2 separate regions of the Sus scrofa genome follow, and region 2 is linked to region 1. The links are chromatin contacts, called in public Hi-C maps. All regions are on one chromosome and are shown on one strand. The core of a region is the stretch at or near the end of the contact, and the rest is flanking DNA. Distances in the headings are between cores, read along the strand shown.

Region 1 (3,395 bases), core at 236-2,735:
GTTAGAATGATGATGCTTCAGCACAAGACCCAGGTGTTCACCTGTGCTGCCACCCACGGCCGTGACACCTGTGGAATCCTGTCTCCAATAGGACTTAAAGCCAAGACAGAGGGCACACGTGCCCAGTTACTGGATGCATGGTGGTGATAGAAGGATGTTTTTGTGAAGAACTTCCTCCCTAGATCTGAGCAGGTGGGACGTTCCAGCTTCCCTGTCTGTACTCAGTTTCCATCCATTTCCCAGGCCAGTCTGGATACCCACTCCTGTTAGTGTGCTCAGCTCCTCTTCCTCTTGGGTCTTCCACCCTATTTGCATCCCAAGTCACTAGCTCCAGCTGGTTCCTCCAGCTTGGTATGTGTCCTGCCCTCTAGATTTGGTCAGAATCCTTTAGATTCTGGCTTCAGCCTGAGCTTCCAGATTCACCAGCCAAGCTCACCTGCCATCTCTGAACTAACAATTCTTCATCCTGGGCTTCTTCCTTTTTTCTGTACTCTTCATACTTCCTAATGATGGAGCCCCTCCAGTTCTGGTCCCACCTGGACATCCTGTCCTCCTTCAGCCTTGCTGGCCAGTGCCACCTGTCACTCAAGGGCTAAAATGATTGAGAAGCCAACCCCTCTTGCTGCAAGATAACCACATCAGAAAGTTGGTTTAACACTGTTCTCTGCCTTTTCCTTCAAGCCTGTAACAGCTCATCTCAGAATCTGGCTGGTAGATGGCTGCTCACCCTTGCACACTCCTCAGCCATGTGTGTTTCTCTCGGTAATTTCAGGCTCTGTCAATCTTGTTTCCCCACTCTGCTTGCCAAGTTGCTTATTCTTCCCTTCCTTTCTTTTTCTTTCTTCTTCTTTTTATTCTTCCCCCAGGCTTTAGGCTTCCCGAGGCCCTTCCTGCTTTGCCTGACGGTAATATTCAGGAACAAAAAGGCGCCTGAGCTTTTTGTGTTGACTAATGCCACCTTTGTTTCGGTGCCAGGTTTGTTTTGGAGGCAGATGTCCAGGAAGGCTGGACAGTAGGCGTAGTCTTGCAGAGCACAGCAGAGGCAGAGGAAAGAAGGCAACTCTGTAATTTTCTCAACAGCTTCCTGAGATCTGTGGGTGATGGTTTGGACACCTTGCCTTTAACAGACAAGGAAACGAGCTCAGAGCTCAGGAGACTTGCCCCAGGTCTTGGATTAAATCAGTGCCGTGGTGGGAGCATACACAGAGCCTTCCAACTGGAAGCTACCCAGACAGCTGCAGTGGAACAGAATCGCAGCCCCAAGCTCGACTATCACGCTGTGGACGCTTGGCACTTACTGAAAAGTTGTAATATAGACTTTCCTGTTTTTTTTTCTAATCCTGTGAAGCAGTTACACAGTGAATTTCTTGTTGAGGATTAATCATTTTCTCTCTTGGCTATGACTGAGGCTGTTTCTCACGTCCTGCCTCTGGTTTCGCTTGTCCCAAGGATTTCATCTGAAGGGCGGGACATTTCCCCACCTCCCTCCACCCCAACCGGAGCCTGCAATCAGGACCAATGAAAGCCCAGTACCTCATCCACCCCGGTGCCTCAGAACTCAGAGTATTTAAGAGGGTGCAGGAATGGGCTGGGAACTCCTTTTGCTTTCTCCACAAACAGGCACGCTTTCATCTGATCTGGGCCATTGCTGAGCCGCCGCACAGTGAAGGAGAAAGAAATAAACTCCACCACCACCACCATGTGCTACGGGAAGTGTGCTCGGTGCATCGGACACTCTCTGGCCTGGCTCGCCGTCCTCTGTATCGTAGCTAATATTTTGCTTTACTTTCCCAATGGGGAGACAAAGTATGCTTCTGAAAACCATCTCAGCCGCTTTGTGTGGTTCTTCTCTGGCATTGCAGGAGGGGGCTTGCTGGTAAGTCACTTGGAACTATTACAGCCTTAAAAACTTCTCTCCCATGAAATGAAATATTTTCATAGAAAGTTTTCTATCAGGCATCTTTCCAAATCCAGGATTGTTGTTCATTCTTCTGAAGGCAGATTTTATGAACCCTGAGATGGGTACAGTGTATTCATTTTATTACATGTTGTTTTACAAAATCTCCTTTCAAAGAAAAGCAAACTCCCTTTGGGCTAAGCTCTTTTCCTTTACAGCTAGAAAGAGATATTAGTTTTAAAATCAGATTCTAGAAACTATAGCGTTTCAGGTCCTGCAGGAGGGAGTCATTTAACATTTGCTCCAGCAGGGGTGGGGGGGTGGAGGTAGGGGACACTGGGAGGAGTTGGCTGATTCTCTGTCTAAATCAACAGAGTTTTGGATCCAGATTCTCTGCTGTTTATTCTCAGGCATTTGTGACAGAAAAATAATGGATTGCAACCGCATTACTATTTAAAAAGGACTATAAATGTTCTCCTTTATGTAAGCCTGGGGTGTGGCGTTCAGGAAAAAAATCCTTCAGTTAGCAGCAAATCAGTGTCTGAAGCTAATAGTGGAATGTGTTGCTTTTTCCAAGGTCTGTTTCTAAGTGAAGTGAGAGGAATTTGCCTGCCAACCTGGGAGTTGAAAGCATTAGCTTCAACCACAGCATGGAAAGAATGTGGACAAACTTGAGTTTGCCACTTTAAAATGCTGGCATTAAGAATTTTGAAGAGAAGTTTTATGGAATTGCTAATACCCTACAGAACACTTTTCTTAGTCAAATAGAGTGTATTTAAACTTAATGTACTAACTGTGGTATGGCAAATCTATTTTGAATTTAAGCATTACTATCATGCTAACATAATGACTTGTCTTTTTTCCCTACTAGTTCTCGAGTTAGTTTTTGTTTTGTTTTATTGAGGTATAATTTCAGAATCATTTGTTTTTAAGGTAACATTGTGCTCCTTTAAACTTCTTTTGCTCTTGAACTCACAGTCATTCGGACTTATTTTGAGAGCTTTATTGTGAAGCTACAACTAAGAATGGTATCTTCAAAGAAGCACCTCACCTTTATTATACAGAGTTTTCATCTCTCCTGTTTATAAAAAGTTTCAGTTATTCTATGAAGATTTGTGTTATCTTTTATGCTTTACAAGGGGAAACAAAAACAAATTTAAAGACAGGTTAACAGTTCCAAAACAGTTGGCATCTGGAGCTCTGTTATGAATTCTTATGGAAAAAACACATTTACAGGTTATTATTTCTCCCCACCCATCCTACGTCCTGACCCTACCTAATGTGACACATTACATGAAAACAAGGGGATATTACATTTCAGAGGGTTTTTTTCCTCATAGGGGTCTTACATTTTTTGAGATATTTGGTCAACCCAACCCAGAGACATTCAACAGTGTCAGAAAGAAAAATATTTGATCAAAAGATGTTTAGCCTGACTGACCCTTACGGCCCTGGGGAAAGACAATGACTTTCATTTGCGTGTTTTCTAACCAGATAT
Region 2 (3,395 bases), core at 429-2,928, 85 kb before region 1:
CCTAGCATTTATCATTTCCTACTTATATGTGATTTCCTTATACATCTTAATACCGCCTTATTTATTCATTCAATGACTATGTTGTTGGGTTCCACTCCTGTGTCCAGAGGAGTTGGGTTTACCGTGCTAAATAAATGCAGACTTGGTCCATGCCTTCGTGGAGCCGAGTGAGAGAGAGAAGTTGGCAAACTCGAAAAAAAATACTTCAAAGGAATACTATAAAGGAATCAAGCAGATTAGGGAGGTGGGGAATTATGAGCCCAGCATTGCACGAGGTTTGGGACACTCACGATGAAATTTAGATGGGAAGAGGGTGTCTCATTCCAGGCAGAGGCATAGCAAGTGCAGGAGCGCCTGGGTAAGAGAAGCCCTGCCCCAGTATGGGGGCTACGGGCTGAGACAGAGCTGCCCTGTGGCTGGAGGGAGGGCAATGGCCAGCTTACGTGGAGGCATGAAGCCAGGGTCAGAAGCTGGGGTTTTAGTTCTAGTTCAGTGGGAGGCCACTGGGAGGTTTTAAGCAGAAGAGCAACACAATTCTTTCTGCCTTTTTCTTTTAGTTAAGATCATTTTGGGAGTTCCCTCTGGTGCAGTGGGTTAAGGCTCTGGCATTGTCATTGCTATGATGTGGGTTTGATGCTTGGCCTGGAACTTCCGTATGCCTTGGGTGTGACAAATTAAAAAAAAAATCATTTTGGTTTCTTGGGTGGATAATGGATTAGCAAAACAAAGGTTTAATCAGGAGACCAGACAGAATTTCATGGTAGTGGCCCAAGTGAGTTATTGAGGTGGTGTGGCAGAGGAGTGGCAGATTTGAGATATATTTGGAGGGTAATCATGGCAAAGTCTGGACGAGGGGACACAGAGAAAGAGGAAAAGTCTAGACTATTTCCCAGGTTTAGGCTGGAGGCAACTGTGTCTATGCTAACTCCATAGATGAAGATAATTCAGGAAGAAAATGTTTTCTATTTTCCTCTCAGGGGATGGGGGTGTGGGCAATGGACGGTCTAGTAAGAGAAATTTCCTTAGTAAACTATAAGTATTTGTAGGCCCAGGATCAAATCACTCATTACTGTATTCTGGAAGGAAGATTGACACCCACCACAAAGGGAGGCACTGAAAAAGTCACTTATTTTGTGTGCAAACAAGCAGAACCCTAAAAAAAGGAGGAGCACTTTGGAAATTTCCCCTGAACACAGGATTTTAAAATAACAAAACTTTTGGAGTTCCCATTGTGGCTCAGTGGTAATGAACCTGATAGTATCCATGAGGACGTGGGTTTGATCCCTGGCCCTGCTCAGTGGGTTAAGGATCTGGCATTGCCGTGAGCTGTGGTGTAGGTTGCAGATGTGGCTCAGATTTGGTGTTGCCGTGGCTGTGGCTGTGGCATAGGCGGCAGCTGCAGCTCTGATTAAACCCCTGGCCTTCCATATGCCTCTGGAGCAGCCTTAAAAAACAAAACAAAACAAAAACAAATAAGGAAATAAAGAACCAAACTTTTAAATAATTATTGTTATTTAAATTTACATTGCAGTTACATACTAAGAGCCCATGCCCTTTTAAAACTTGTCATAAATACACACAAACTAGAACTGACCATTTTAGCTATTTTAACTGTACAGTTCAGAGGCACTGAGTGCATTCACATTGTTGTGCAACCATCACTATCGATCTCCAGATCTTTTTCATCTTTCCCAACTGAAACTCCATTCCCTTAAACACAAACTTGCAACACCTCCTTCCCATCAGCCTGCTGTAATCGCCATTCTACTTTTGTCTCTATGAATTTGACTGTTCTAGGTACCTCATAGGCAAACATATTATATTTGCCTTTTCTTGTCAGCCGTTATTCCACTCAACAGAATATCTTTAAGGTTCATCCAGGTTGGAGAATGTGTTAGAATTCACTTTTTTTTTTTTTTTTTTTTTTTTTTTGTCTTTGCTGCTGTTGTTGTTGTTGCTATTTCTTGGCCGCTCCCGAGGCATATGGAGGTTCCCAGGCTAGGGATGAATCGGAGCTGTAGCCACCGGCCTACGTCAGAGCCACAGCAACTCGGGATCCGAGCCGCGTCTGCAACCTACACCACAGCTCACGGCAACGCCGGATCGTTAACCCGCTGAGCAAGGGCAGGGACCGAACCCGCAACCTCATGGTTCCTAGTCGGATTCGTTAACCACTGCGCCACCACGGGGAACTCCAAGAATTCACTTCTTTTTTAAGGGATGCAAACTCTTTTACAGCAACCTAAAACAACCAAGCTTAGGATGATTAGCTAAGTGTTTCCTCAGGTGAATGGCAATGGCAGTCAGATGTACTGGCTCAACAAAGTGCTACCGTGAAGGCTAGTGCTCAATCTGGCAGGCTGGGCAGTGCCCATCTTTACTCAACACTTGCCCAGATGGCCTCTATGGTTAGTGGTCCCCCACCCGAGAGGCACCGCTCACCCCCAGCCAAGTAATGCCCCTCCTTATTAATCTCTTTTCCCCAAACCCACCACAGCTCTCCATCCTCAAGAATTACCCCCAGCCAAGTAATGCCCCTCCTTTATTAATCTTCTTTTCCCCAAACCCACCACAGGCTCTCCATCCTCAAGAATTCAGCTTGGGAGTTCCCGTCGTGGTGCAGAGGTTAACGAATCCGACTAGGAACCATGAGGTTGCGGGTTCGGTCCCTGCCCTTGCTCAGTGGGTTAACGACCTGGCGTTGCCGTGAGCTGTGGTGTAGGTTGCAGACGCGGCTCGGATCCCGCGTTGCTGTGCTCTGGTGTAGGCCGGTGCTACAGCTCCGATTTGACCCTAGCCTCCGTATGCCACGGGAGCGGCCAAGAAATAGCTAAAAAGACAAAAAAAAAAAAAAAAAAAAAAAAAAAAAAAAAGGAATTCAGCTTGTCCTGCTCTGTTCTTGGTCTCTCATCTACTGTTGGTGAATAAATGTCTTGATCTCTTTGTCTTGATATTCAGAGCCAAATTAGTTTACTACTGATGTGAGTTTAAAACCTCCTTCCTCATCTCATACTGTGAGTAAATTGTCCTTTCTTCTTTATGGAGAATGAAAGAGCAAGAATCAAAAAGAATGATGTTGACAGTGGCAAGGTAGAAATGGGATCAGCAACAAAGACCTTGGCCTGATAGGTATCACCAAACATCATCCCTCTACAGTCATTCTTCCAGCTAAGCTTTCGGTAAAGTGGAAAGAGATCATTCCACTGGAAGTATTCTGCTGTGTTGATAAGTTGGACTTGGCTTAAAACCCAATTATGATAGTCTGATGCATGATGGAACACACCCAATACAGTTGTCTCTGCACGGGGTAGCCAGAAGTAGAAGAGAGAGAACCACAATTTCTCTACAAATAATTTGTTGTGTTCTATGCCATTCAACATGATTGTCATCATTTT

The links. A called contact is a pair of places that touch in the nucleus more often than the background predicts.
Region 2: a Hi-C map of liver shows a contact between it and region 1, with 2.6 times the contacts expected there. The contact joins the enhancer-like site here to the promoter of TM4SF1 in region 1. A contact is called at or near these places in 1 of 5 promoter capture datasets (liver), 3 of 47 Hi-C or Micro-C datasets (embryonic fibroblasts and liver) and 1 of 2 datasets of contacts at active chromatin or transcription factors (skeletal muscle).

The regions. Positions count from the first base shown.
Region 1 is chr13:89,598,150-89,601,544 of Sscrofa11.1, reverse strand. TM4SF1 (transmembrane 4 L6 family member 1) reads left to right here and starts at 1,485. Exons shown (of 5, transcript XM_003132478.4): 1 at 1,485-1,876; 2 at 3,392-3,395. The coding sequence starts at 1,700.
Region 2 is chr13:89,683,379-89,686,773 of Sscrofa11.1, reverse strand. No RefSeq gene overlaps it. Among named protein-coding and RNA genes, the nearest start is that of TM4SF4, 16 kb to the left of the region's middle. Within about 2 kb of position 1,678, at least 3 of the 83 cell types and tissues checked have an H3K27ac peak or open chromatin away from gene starts, as enhancers often do. A contact at or near this core is called in liver, where this site is marked.